Linked DNA regions of Mus musculus: region 2 is linked to region 1. A link is a contact called in public Hi-C data. All regions are on one chromosome and are shown on one strand. The core of a region is the stretch at or near the end of the contact, and the rest is flanking DNA. Distances in the headings are between cores, read along the strand shown. Region 1 has its middle 28 kb from the start of 1110002J07Rik. Region 2 overlaps Jmjd1c (jumonji domain containing 1C).

Region 1 (6,924 bases), core at 391-2,890:
AAACCCTGAAAAGATTTAGCTGTTTACATATCACGACTGTGAGATTGTTTTGTGCAGGGAGGGGGGGTTGGGGTGGGGTGGGGTGGGGCAGAGAGTCCAAAGTAGCGTTCCACCTCGTTCCTTACAGATAACCATTCTTTAAAGCATCGTGGGAGCACACTGCTCACTACCTCTGACCTAACGCTCCACCTTCCTTTCTGAGTGGTCCTGGTGATTGACAGGCAAGGACTGTATCGCTGAGTTACATCTCTAACTCAGTCAATCACCTTCGTTCATCAAGACTGCGCACATGTGTGGGTCTTCTCTCTGGGCTCTAAAGGATACCCATGGATTTGTCTAGCTTAGCATGTGATGAAGAAAACGTATCTTTGTATCAGGTCCCTCCAGCCTCATGGCTGGGATACTTGGAACAAAAGACAAACGGACGTAAAACAAGCATACGCATTCACTTAATATGTTTGCCACACGCAGGGGCCTTTGGAGAAGACTGGAAGAAACAGCAACATTTCTCCATTAAAAAAAATTTTTTTTTTAGATTTATTTATTTATTGTGTGTGAGTGTTTTGTCTGCATGTACATGTGTGGACCATGTGAATGCCTGTGGAGATCAGAAGAGGGGATTGGATCCAGAGAGTTGCTATCCATGTGGTTGCTGGAAACCGGAAGTGGGCCTTCTGCAAAGAGCACCCAAGGCTGTTAACCACTAAGCCACCCCTCCAGCTGGAAGCCTCTGTATTTTAGTGCTCAGTAGATTCGACTTAGTCTTGCAGAAGTATGGCGAGACAGCGGGGGTACCATCCGATGCTACAGACTAAGGGAAATGTAGCAGGCTTGCTTGTTTGGATTTTTTTTTTCTCCTTCAAGACAGAGTTTCTCTGTGTAGTCATAACTGTTCTGAAACTCGTTCTGTACAACAGGCTGCTCTGCTTCTACTACCCGAGTGCTGGAATTAAAGGAGTACACCACCATATTCTGCTCTTGTTGAAGCTTCTGTGAGTGTCTATAAGATAAGGATGCTCCTTTCCTTTGGCTCCAAGGAAGACACGCAGGAAAGAAGGTGCAGTGCCCTACTTCAGGGGACAGTGGCTTTCCTGCTCCTGCAGCTTGGGAGTTGAGCGAGCTCATTAGCACCAATACCCATAGTTTCAGTTGATTTAACTGGATTACAAAATTGGTCATCGGGTTTAGGCAGAAAGCATGTTTTGGTCCATAAGCTCCCAGCTGTGTAATAAAGATGGGAAGACAGGCTCTGAACCGCAAGCTCAGGTTGGTACGGAAGAACCTGCACCAGGTTGCTGGTCACAGGGTCTAGCCCTGGCTCCGTCCCACCTGGTTATGGGACCAAGTGTCTGGCCTTTGGCTGCATGGAAGTATATGACTTTGGCTATCTAGGGTCCCTGTGCGTTCATGACTCTGTCCTTTCAACCCTCAACCCTCTGTCCCACAGACCAAGGCAGGCTATAGAATTCATCACCCAAAGGAGTGTGTTCAACTTTTAATTTATTCTTGTGTTTGAAGGCTAACTGTATTGTGATTTCCCCTTCCATTTAAAACCTTCTCAGATCTTGCTCAGCAGAAAGCCAGCTGTCCCCGACTTCTCTGAAAGGCCTCCTCTGGCTTGTTCAGACTTTTCTAGAACTGAGATTTCAGTTGACCTCATTCTCACTGGAGGAATGCATCTTCCTCTTTCAGAAGGGATGATTCTGGGTACTGATATGGTGGAGATGGGTTCGTCTGAACAGGGAGCCTCACCTACCCAGCCTGTATAGGGCATGTCCGGTCTGTACGAAGGAACTCAGTCCAATGGTGGCATTACACTAGCATTGCCTAATGGAAGAACTTCATTTACTCACGGATACTCACAAAATAAGTACTTAGTTAGATGATGACTGCACAGCTGTTCACATTAATGAAGAGTTAATTTTTGTTTTCTTTTATAATGAGCCCCCCTCCTGCCCCTCCCTCGCTCCCTCCCTCTCTCTTTTCTTGCTTTTTAAAGAAATTTAATTTTTAAAAAAATTTATGTCCATTGGTGTTTTGTCTGCATGTATGTCTGTGTGAAGGTATCGGATTCCTTGAAACTGGAGTCACAGACATGAACCACCATATGAGTGCTGGGAATCAAACCTGGGTCCCTCTGGAAGAGCAGCCAGTGTTCTTCATTGCTGAGCCATCTCTCCAGCCCGCCATCCTTTCCAGTCTCATTTCAGCAGGGTATCAGGTAACCCAGACTGGCCTCAAATTTGTTCTATAGCCAAGGATGGCCTCGAACCCCTAATCATCCCGTCTCTACATCCTGAGTGCTGAGATGACAGATGTGTGCTTTCCACGTGTTGTGTCTGCAGTGCTGGGGTTAGGAACAAGGGCTTTGTGCACATTAGACAAGTGAATGACATCCCAGCCCTCTCTGGCAAAACGGATTTAATGAAAGGATTTTCAAAGTTAGAAAGGATCTGACAAAGCTACTCAAATCTACTTTTGTGTATATATTTGTGGTGTGTGTGTGTGTGTGTGTGTGTGTGTATGTGTGTGTGTGTGTGTGTGTGTGAGAGAGAGAGAGAGAGAGAGAGAGAGAGAGTATGCACCATGTGTGTCCACGTTATGTGTCTTCCCCTAACACTCTCCACCTTACATTTTGAGACAGAGTCTCTCACTGAACCTGATGACCACTGAACGGCTGTCCAGCAACCCTAGGGTTCTGCCTGTCTCCATCTCTGTCCCCTGCCCTATAGGACTAGATTAAAATTATATAGAAAGGGGATTGTTTATTTAGAACAGAAAAACAACAACATCAAGTGATGGCATTTAGAGATTCCCGTCCTTTTTTTCTGAGATCTCTTTGGGCAATTTGGTGGAAGTATATTTAATAATGTTTCCATGTTTGCTTTAAAATAACCTAGAAATTCGATAACTCTAACTGACCATAACACCTGCTCTGACTTCAGCTTTTGTCAAATCTGTGTCGAGGTATGTATGTATGTATGTTGTCTAGGTATGTATGTATGTATGTTGTCTAGGTATGTATGTATGTATGTGTCTAGGTATGTATGTATGTATGTTGTCTAGGTATGTATGTATGTATGTTGTCTAGGTATGTATGTATGTATGTGTCTAGGTATGTATGTATGTATGTGTCTAGGTATGTATGTATGTATGTGTCTAGGTATGTATGTATGTATGTGTCGAGGTATGTATGTATGTATGTTGTCTAGGTATGTATGTATGTATGTGTCTAGGTATGTATGTATGTATGTATGTGTCTAGGTATGTATGTATGTATGTGTCTAGGTATGTATGTATGTATGTGTCTAGGTATGTATGTATGTATGTGTCTAGGTATGTATGTATGCTAGGTATGTATGCTTGTCTTCTCACCAGTTCTCTAAGAGTGATCCAAGAATTATGTTCCACGGAGCACAGAAAATGAAGGCCTCCGGACTTCTTATTTATGTCACAATTAAAGACAGATATCACTTTTATCATATATGTGTGTATATATATATAGCAGATAAAAAATAAAGGCAAATTAAAATTTGTAACCTAATGTGTGTAACACACCAGAGTGGTCCTTGGAAGGAAATCTGTGTGGCTCTTCAGGGTCAAGCATCCTACCCAACAGGACAAGACATCTACATTTGATCGCTTCTACCTCCCCCATAGTTTCTAAAAGCTCAACTCTTCAGGCCTAAGGCAGAATATAAAAAAAAAAAAAAAAAAAAAAAAAAAGAGCTAGGACTGGAGAGATGGCTCAGCAGTTAAGAGCACTAGCTGCTCTTCTGAAGGTCCCAAGCTCAAGTCTCAGCTACCACATGGTGGCTCACAACAATCTATAAATAGGATCTGATGCCCTCCTCTGGTGTGTCTGAAGACAGCTACAGTGTATTCATAAAGATGAAATAAATAAATAGCTGGACAGTGGTGGCGCATGCCTTTAATCCCAGCACTTGGGAGGCAGAGGCAGGCAGATTTCTGAGTTTGAGGCTAGCCTGGTCTACAGAGTGAGTTCTAGGACAGCCAGGGTTATACAGAGAAACCCTGTCTTGAAAAACCAAAAAAAAAAAAAAAACTTTAAAAAAAGAGAATTCTTAAAAAAATAAAGAGTTAGTAGGACCATTCCCCAAGTCCCCAGAGGTAGAGCTCAGAAGCACAGAGTATCTCTGTCAGGATAATAGTCTCCCCCCTTAGAGAGCTCTCCTAACAAAAGTAAGAAGGCACATAGCCAGTGAGGTGAGTTTGGCTTATTCCCCAACATGCTGGTTTTAAAGGCATCATCTTGTGGCTTATAGCTTTCTCTGTGTATCTGTGTGCACTGATGCCAATTTCCTCTTGGATGCAATTTTAACCCTTTAAAAATCATTTAGCAGAACATAGTAAAAGTCCAGAAACTAGATTTCTGGAATAGCATCGGATTATCTAAATCAGTATCCATACTCAGTATCTATGTTGGAGCTGAATGTAGCTCAGTTGGTAGAGCACTTGCTTAGCAACCACAAAGCCCTGGGTGCTAGCTTTGGTACCCCATTTACAGTGCACAGTGGTATACACCTTTCATCCCAGGACTCAGGAGATAGAATGGGAAGATTTCGAGGCCAGCCTGGGCTACAGGATCTTAAAGAAAACAAAACCAACACAAAACATAGCTGTTGCATTCCTAACTGCTCAGTGGTTCTGAATAGCTGTACAGAATGGGGCCTGGCCATCAACAATTCATTATGGAGAAGGAGAGATTCAAGAGGCCCCCGTCTCTCCTTGAGGACATATAGGCAGTTAATGGCTACTGGAAGAGGGAAAGACATTTTTCCCTAGTGGTGTAATCACTGACCAATCACCCATGCTACTGTGAATGACTTTCACTGACGCTCCTAGTGGGTCACAGGTAAATGCAATTCCTGATAAGCCTGAGGACCTGAGTCCAATCCCTGATACCCACATGGTGAAAGGGGAGAACCGTCTCCTGAAAATTGTCCTCTGACCTCCAAATGAGCTCTGGGGTGTGTATAACTATAGCTATCACTATAAGGATGACTATATACATACCACACACACTATATCAACATGGTTAGGTATTTTTTACCACTGATATAAACAAAGCACAGTTCTTAAAACAAATAAAAGAGAGTTTATTCTGGAGCCAAATAAGCATGACCACAGTCTAAGAGTGTGGATGCAGATTTTCCCAAAGACCATGAATGTGGAAATGGTTTCACAAGGTTTGTATCATTACAGAACAAAAGAAAGTACTGAGTCGAATCGGTTTTCAAGCCCGTTGGTGGAAACAGCAGGTAGGTGGCTGTTATAGTTTCATTTCTGTAGCTGTGACAAATACTCACCCCAAAAGCAAAGTAGGAAAAGGTTTTGCTTGGATTTATTTAGCTGAACCATGGTCCATTATTCCAGGGGAGTCAAGGCAGGACCTCCCAGAATTATATCCACCGTCAAAAGCAGGAAAAGGAAGAATGCACTGCTTGATTCCTTGATTAGGAAGTGTTTCAAATGCTCTGCCTAGGGAATGGTACCTCCTATGATGGACTGAATCTTCTTCATCGATTAAAAATCAAGACAATCACTTACAAATGTCCACAAGGCAATCAGACCTAGCTAGTTCCTCGTGGAGCCTGCCTTTCCAAGTGATTCTAGGTTGTGTCAAGTTGATAGGTAGCTGAACCACCATAGTGGGTTACAGTGGGCTGTTGGTTTCAGATATTGTGTGATGGTGGGTGGCCTTAGGTTTTGCATGTAGAAGTCAAGAGTCTGTCATCACATTTCAAAATAATCTGTTTAATAGTCACAAGGATGTTAGGTTTGACATAGAACTGGGTAACACGTGGCTGTTACAGGGACTAAAGATAAGCCCAGGATAATTTGCCTCCAGTTTTGCAACATTCCAACTGTCCACAGTCATAAATTCTAATCAGCCAGTCAGCCTTGGAGAATCTCTCACATGGGTGTGCCTTTGTGTGGAAACTTCAGTGTACACCCGGAATGTTTAGCTCAGCATCATTTATAATGATGGCAGAGTAAGATAGGGGTGTTGCAACCTAGGGGACTGACCTGAAGGATGGGTAAAGGACAGACCTCAACTGTTAAAAGCAGGAGACCATGTGAGCATATTGCAGTGGGAAGACATTTATGATTATATTAGAAGGGAAAACACTGTGTGTGTGTGTGTGTGTGTGTGTGTGTGTGTGTGTGTGAGGGAGAGAGAGTATGTGTGTGTGTGTGTATGTGTGTGTGTGTGTGTGTGTGAGAGAGAGATGGTGTATGCCTTTAATCTCAGCACTTGAGAGGCAGAGGAAGGTCTATCTCTGTGAGTTTGAGGCCAGTTTAGACAACAGAGTGAGTTCTAAGACTACTAGAACTACTAGTCTAGTGACTACTGTGTAGCCAAGGCCACACAATGAAACCCTGTCTCAAAAACAAAAAACAGAAAACAACATCCTCCCCCCAAAAAACCAAAATAAAGAAAGAAAGAGAAAAGGAGGAGGATGAGAAAAAAATTGTGGTTTTACAGAAAATGCTACACACACACACACACACACAAACAAAACAAAAAAACTATGTATTTCACAGAAGTAAGTAGACATCAAAATATGTCTATCAAAGTAATTGTTTGGGGTTGGCATTGAGCATGGAGCTCTAAGAAGAAGGTTTGGTAGAGGATAGAAATGCCTTGCATGGGCTAACGGTTTCAGGGTGTGTGAAATTCAAGATATAATTAATTCAGTCCTTATATTTAATATATTTATTATTATAAACATATCCCTTATATTTATAATATATGTAACATTAACATTACACAAATGTAACATGTGTGTGAATGTAACATATATTATATGTAACATGTAATATATTGCTGCATATACTATTTATTACAAATATATTAAATATAATTCATATAATTAATTCTGCACTTGAGGTTAAAAC
Region 2 (7,210 bases), core at 2,217-4,716, 260 kb before region 1:
TTGTGTGATGCACATATGTGTCTGCTGCCTGCAGTTGCCAGAAGGGAGCTTTGGGTCACTTGTGACTAGAGACAGAAGGTTGTGAGCTGCCGTGTAGATGCTGGGAATTAAGTCCAAGTCCTCTGAAACAGTCAACCAGTACTCTTAATCGCCAGCCCTGCTTCCTATTTTTATTGGGAGATTTTTACATACATACAACATACATACTACTGAAGAAACTGTGTTCATTTTGTTATTCTTCCCCTTTTTTGTATTTACTGTTAACTTTGTTAACAATTCAAGTATTTGACAAACTAATTCTCTAAAAGTCTTGTTACTATAAACTTCATGTAAAGTGAAAAAAAGTATTAAACTACAGTATTTTTCAATGAATATTTTGAATTCTCTTAGCTAACTTTGATATTCTAGCTTGGGAAAGCAATTTTGACCTAAACGCTGTCTCTGAATTGACAGAACAATCATAGTGTTTGTTCAATGGAATTACAGTCATGATAAATGCTTCAACGCTAGTAGTCATCTGTGTGGAGTAGCACAAACAGCATAGCCCTCAGACTCGACCTGCATACTAAGAACATCCCCATTCTCAAACATTATGATGCTGATGCTGCGCTATTGGGAGACACTAAATAACACAAAAACCAAACTTTAAGCTCAATGGAAAATGGAAACGACAGATTTCATATCATAATGAAATGAAAACGCTAACTAAACAAAAAGATAATAAGATGCAAATGCTTTAATATAATTTTCTATCTATCATAGGCCAGAATTTTTTAATAGAAAATATTTCTTCAAAAGAAAGTTCCTTTAGTAATGGCTTTTAAAAACATTTGTCTTGCCAGACCTGGTCATGCACATAGTTATCCAGCACCTGAGAGACAGAGGCAGGGGGATCTCTCTACAGTGAGCTCCAGATTAGCCAAAGCCAGGCCCTAACTCAAAAAACTAAGCAAGCAAACAACAACAACAACCCAGCAACAACCCAGTATATTTTGCCTGAAAAGATAACAAAGTATGCTTTTCTTTATTATTTTTTTTTCTTTTTTAAAGATTTTATTTATCTATTATATATAAGTACACTGTCGCTGTCCCCAGACACTCCAGAAGAGGGAGTCAGATCCTGCCACGGATGGTTGTGAGCCACCATGTGGTTGCTGGGACCTGAACTCCGGACCTTCGGAAGAGCAGTCGGGTGCTCTTACCCACTGAGCCATCTCACCAGCCCCTTTATTATTTTTCCAACTAAAAAAGTTAATGTTCCACTTGAAAGAACTAGTTACTGAGTAAGTCTTGTTAGCAGTGTTTACTTAATCACAGGACTTTTAGACAGCAGCTGCTTGCCTGTATTATGGCAATTAACCCTCAATATACCACTGTAGTACCGAACACTATCTCCATTTTACACATGACAAAGCTAAGGCACACAGAGTGAGGAGATTTTTCCAACAGTCATATCTTTATATATAATAAATTTTATGTGCATGCATATATACAAACATACACACACAAATATAAAGCACACATGTATTTAATAGGCAACCAAATTACATTTTTTTAAACATTTTATGTATGTGTGTGCCAAAGTGGATGTCAGAGGGCAGCCTGAGGGAGTGACCTATCTATCATGGGGATGGGTAAAGGGAATCAAACTCATTTTATCAAGCACAGTGGCAAACCCTTTACTGCCTTTTATCTCAATACAATGTAAAATTAAGTAACTAATAGCACAAATCGATTTTCAGTCTTTATAGATTGCCATTTTGACACTTTATGCACCACTTGACACAGGTAAAAATAACTTTTAAAAATGTTCTAAAACTCAAAAGTGTCAGAGACAGACTGGCAGGTAAAAGTTTGCTATCCAGCCTGACAACCTGAATCCACATGGCAGGAGGGGCACAGGACTGTGCGTCCCTAGCCACGACCAAGGATAATCTCAGGGTCTCACACAGCTACTAAGATTGAGCCCCGCTCCGGCCAGCGAGTCTAGAGATTCCAGCAACAACTATGATGATGATTTGTTCCCCGAAACAGAAAATCATAAACCAAGTCCTTCTCCCCAAAGTGCCCAGCTGGAAAGGAAATGAGCAACAGTCACGCCAAGGCCTTTCTATAATGATCCTTCCTTCAATGATCCACGAGCACATAGAATCAAATGTGTCAAAACTCTGCTATGTTTCCAATAGCTTATTAGTAACATGGTCTCATAAAATGGGTTACAAATTTATAAATAAAATTTTAATTTATCAAACATAATATACCATTACCCTCAACAACTTTAGAAAAACAACTCAATAGCTTTATTTCCCTGTTCAATGATGTCTTCCTTCAAAGATAGTAGCAGTACAATGCAGTGTGGTGCGGGCCTTTTTTCAAAAGGTAAGAGGCAGAGGTATGCAGACTGCTGTAAACTGGAGGCTAGCCTACCTTACATAGAGTTTTAGACTAGCCAGGGCTATATAACAAGATCCTGTTTTGAAAATAAGGGAGACATAGAGGCAAGAAGTGAAAATAATCCACAGGTTTTTTTGTTGTTTTAGATAATTTTTAAAGTGAAATCCTTTGACAAGAAAATGTAAAGAACTATAATACTCCTGCATTTTGACAATTTGCAGTATCATTAGTAATAAGGCCTTCTCCATCCTCTGTTAAACCATACTATTTAAAACAACCAAATAAACAACAAAGCCAAGCCAGGAGTGGTGGGTAGTACACACTTTTAATCCTAGCACTCGGGGAGCCAGAACAGGGATACAATTTCAGAACAGTGTACAATTTCACTTTTGTCTCCATAGTGAGTTCTAGGACAGCCAGGAAAACACAAAGAGAAATCTTGCCTTTAAAAAAAAGAAAAAAGCTATTAAAAAATGTTTCCTTCTAAATTCACACAATTCTTTTTGATGTCCCAAATACTTGTGAACGTTTTTAAAAATCTAGAAAGCAATGAAGGAAAGTTACTTTCAAGCCATTTTTTGACATGGCGTGCAGGGAGCTGAGTCAGCTGCTTACAACATCTGCTAAACACAGTTTACCAACCGTGGCTTCCTCAACTAGGCCAGGGACTCCTGAATGCTTTCTAAGGTCATAACTGAAAATATTCAAGAACACCTTGGCTTAAAAGACAAACAATCCACAACAGGGGAGTCCAACCTAAGTAAAATGAAAGCAGTCTCCTAAAGCTTGCTGGGTATAAACTAACAGAGAGGGATATGGCTAGGTTATGTCAAGTTGACAAGACACTAGAGTGAGCTGAAAGGAGGGAACCTCAGCTGAAAAATGGCCCCATAAAAATCAGGCTGCAGCTAATCTTGTAGGGCATTTTCTATGTAAGGGACATTGTGGGTGGTGCCATCCCAAGACTGGTGGTCCTTGTTGCTAAAAGAAAGCAGGCTGAGCAAGCCATGGGGAAGTATGAGAGTAAGCAGCATCTCTCTGTGGTCTCTGCATCAGCTTCTGCCTCCAGGTGTCAGCCCTGCTGGAGTTCCTGTCCTGACTTCCTCTGATGATAAACAGTGCTGTGGAAGTGTAAGCCACATAAGCCCTTTCCTCCAAGTTTCTTTGGTCCTGGTATTTTGTTGTAGCAATAGGAAGTCTAGCTAAGTCGGATAGTATATACATAAAGTTTCGTCTATGACTTTCTGATTCTTACAGAACAAACCTCAAAGTTCTACTCTAGTTTTTATATGAAATGAACATTCAATTAAAATGTATTTATGTAACTTCTAAACTAATTCTCTACTACAGATTTCTGAACTATCTTTCTCTTTTATTCATGCTTCTATGGTAAGGACACACACCTGAGAAGTACTATACCATCCATTCCTCTAAAAATGAAGGGGAGGGTGGACGCTGAAGAGATAGCTTAGCAGTTATGAGCACTGGCTGTTCTTCCAGAGGTCCTGAGTTCAATTCCTAGCACCTATATGGTGACTCCTAATTGCCCATAACTCCAGGTTCACAGAATCTGGAGCCTTCTGGCCTGCATGAATATTAGGTGTGCATGTGGTACATACACATGTATACATGTAGGCAAAATACTTATGCACATAATATAAAAAGTCATCCTTAAAAAAATCTAGTTCAAATTAGAATGATTCCTGGGGTTAGTCATATTTGAGCTCAGGACCTCTGGGAGAATTTTGATAATATACATACATACATACATACATCTGCAAATACATGAGATATGTATTGTTACGAAAATAGCAATAATGAAGGTCTGCACACACCTCTAACCCCAGTACTTAGGAGGTGCAGGATAAATAAGCCACACTGGTCTAAACACACACTTGGGGGCGGGGGTGGGGACGAGACAGAGAACAAAGTAACAAACAGGGGATAGGGAACCTAAAATTAGTTTTATGGTAACAAAATACTTGAACAGCTCAATATTATTAAGGATGGCAGTATGCATGCTGTACTTGACAATGATATTCAACATTTAATTTCTACTGTTAAAGTGATGTTTAGTATACGTAAGAATTCCTGGTTTTAAAAACAAAACGGGGAGCGAGGTATGGTGGTGTATACCTTTAATCCCAGCACTAGGAACATAAAAAGGGCAATTATCTCTCTGAGCTTTGAGGCTAGCCAGCATGGTCTACATTAAATTCTAGGCCAAACAGGGGCAACAACGAGACGCTGTCTTTTTGTTGTTTGTTTAAGAAGTATTGAGTTGTGAAGGCATTAAAATGTTTGCTACCATTTTCTAGGAAGGCAGGGTATTTGGGCTCAGAATGTACTTAGTGGTAGAGGTGCGCATGCTAGCAATTAAAAGGACATGTATGCAGTCTCTAGCGCAGAGGGAAACTTGTTCTCTAACAACACTTAGTTTTAAATTTTACTCAAACTGTAATTCTTCTATAAATAGAGTTACACATGAGTATGTTTCTAAACGTAATTTAAGCTTTTACAGATACTCATAGGAGTCGTTACTATTGATTACTATGTTAGGATGCAATCATAATTCAATTAGTACCTTTTTTTACTTTCTTTTCACAACCTCTTGTGCTATCAAAGCTACAATCTGACACTTTTAAAACATTCTCCTTCGACTTCTTATATCCCACTGTATGAGAGACTGAATTAGAGAGTTTGTCTAATTATGTTTGAAATGGCCTCTCGGGGCTGGAGAGATGGCTCAGTGGTTAAGAGCACTGACCACTCTTACAAAGGTCCTGAGTGCAAAGCCCAGCAACCACATGTTGGCTCACAACCATCCCTAATGAGATCTGATTGCACTCTTCTGGTGTGTCTGAAGACAGCTACAGTGTACTTACATATAATAATAAATAAATCTTTAAAAAAAAAAGGCCTCTCTGCTTGTGTTAGTACATTTACTATCAATGCAGTTTCCCCCCACAGGATTTTGAAACCTAGTGACGATCGATTACTATGACAGGGGGTGACATCACATACAAGCCAGCATTCCTGCCAAGAACATTCTAAGTCCAGTGGAAGAGACATAATGCAAAAAGTTTCATTTAGGATACAGAATTCACACATGCTTTAGTGGGGATGACAAGAGAGCTAGTTAGGTACAACAGGAAAAGTTATCTCTGAAGAGCAAGTGGTCCTTTTGTAAACTGAGGGGAAAAAAATGAGTTCTTTGAGTTAAATCTTTAAAAAATACAAAAGGTACTTGCATGAATACAGGAGATCAGGGGAAAAGCCTCCCAAACTGAAACAGGCATGCAAACACAGAAGGATCAAACAATGGAGTGTGCTGAGGACTCTTAAGGACATTGAGGACTCTAAAGGACATTGTAAGTATGGATTAACTTAAAAAAAAAAGCTGAAATCATAATGCTAGACAGTGTGATACAGTTTTCATCTTTGCAATGGTACAGACTAGCTGTGTCCATTCTAGGCCTTCTCTCCCTCACAGCACTGTTCACAACACTGCCTCCAGGACTCCACAATGCTCTAGTTACAGGGCTGCACAGTCATCCAGTGGCCACCCTCCCAATTAATTAAGTCCTTTCTTTCTTTCTTCCTTTCTTCCTTTCTTTCTTTCTTTCTTTCTCCCTTTCTTTCTTTTCTTTCTCCCTTTCTTTCTTTCTTTTTGTTGTTGTTGGTTTTTTTTTTTTTTTTTTTTTTTTTTTTGCTGTTGTTGTTTTGTTTTGTTTTTTTGGAGGTAGGGTTGGTTTCTTTGAAACAGGGTTTCTCTGTGTAGCCCTGGCTGTCCTGGAACTCACTCTGTAGACCAGGCAGGCCTCAAACTCACAAAGATCTGCCTGCTTCTGCCTCAGGTGTGCTGGGATTAAAAGTGCAGCCCCCTCCCTCTCAATTCTAATGGCTTTAAAATTACTCAATTTTTATTTTGTTATTAAATAAAATAGATGTTATTAAAATGTTTATTATGACAGAGTTTGCTTATTGTTTCATTATCCACCATACCTCCTGTAAAACTTAAGCTCTATGAGGACAGGAATTTATCTTGGAAGTACTCAGAATATATAAATGGCTAAATAAATAATTATCTAATAGTAGACATGAGGTTTTTGTATAGAACTTGATTCAGAGCACAGAAAAAGTTGAAACCTGACACCATCTAGGGTAGGTTGTAAAATAGCAAGCAACCAAATTGGGAAGCCACTTAATATAAAAACTACAAGGGAGAAACCGACAAATGCAAGTAATGAAGAGATTAGCTATTTTATTATTTACATGTATACACATGTACAAAAAAATAAAAACAGGTGACATATGGCACATGGGACTTCCTTTATAACAACACACGAGTGGAAGAGCATACATTAAGATTGTAAGAGCCAGAGGAACCGGAAGTTTGGTATGAGATTGTATGTCCTAGGGACATCAGAGAAGCTACACCCATGAAGACTCATCAAGATGACAACCTAAACATTGACAACACCATCAGAACGTGCTCACAGGGAATGACCAAACTCATGGGGCCCTAACATGAGCTCTATGGACAACTATGGAATGTTGCATGGGGAAAATGGTCTTCTGCAGGGAAGAAGTTGACTATCCACTATCCAACTATCCCAGGTGGCTATCCAATAACAACCAGTTAGCCCAGAAACCATAAAAAAACCAGTAACATTAGACTAAACAGGTTGTGTTTATTTATTTTAGAGTATTTTTGTAGGTGTATATGTATGTGTGTAAAAGGAAAAGAGGCCATGGATTTTGCAGTGGGTGCAGCATGTAATATGGGAGAGATTGGAGAGAGAAAAAGGAAAGG

The links. Hi-C and Micro-C count contacts between places; a contact is called where the count stands out from the background.
Region 2: a Hi-C map of bone marrow-derived macrophages shows a contact between it and region 1, with 18 read pairs. The contact joins two enhancer-like sites. A contact is called at or near these places in 3 of 484 Hi-C or Micro-C datasets (Th1 cells, bone marrow-derived macrophages and microglia), 9 of 115 datasets of contacts at active chromatin or transcription factors (the 230-238 cell line, bone marrow-derived macrophages, effector CD8 T cells and 5 more) and 4 of 9 other capture datasets (adipose tissue, bone marrow-derived macrophages, liver and 1 more).

What each region holds. Positions count from the first base shown.
Region 1 is chr10:66,945,352-66,952,275 of GRCm38.p6, reverse strand. No RefSeq gene overlaps it. Among named protein-coding and RNA genes, the nearest start is that of 1110002J07Rik, 28 kb to the right of the region's middle. Within about 2 kb of position 1,640, at least 14 of the 459 cell types and tissues checked have an H3K27ac peak or open chromatin away from gene starts, as enhancers often do. A contact at or near this core is called in bone marrow-derived macrophages, memory CD8 T cells and microglia, where this site is marked.
Region 2 is chr10:67,206,332-67,213,541 of GRCm38.p6, reverse strand. All of the region lies in intron 3 of Jmjd1c (jumonji domain containing 1C), which reads right to left. Among named protein-coding and RNA genes, the nearest start is that of Nrbf2, 75 kb to the left of the region's middle. Within about 2 kb of position 3,466, at least 45 of the 459 cell types and tissues checked have an H3K27ac peak or open chromatin away from gene starts, as enhancers often do. A contact at or near this core is called in bone marrow-derived macrophages, memory CD8 T cells and microglia, where this site is marked.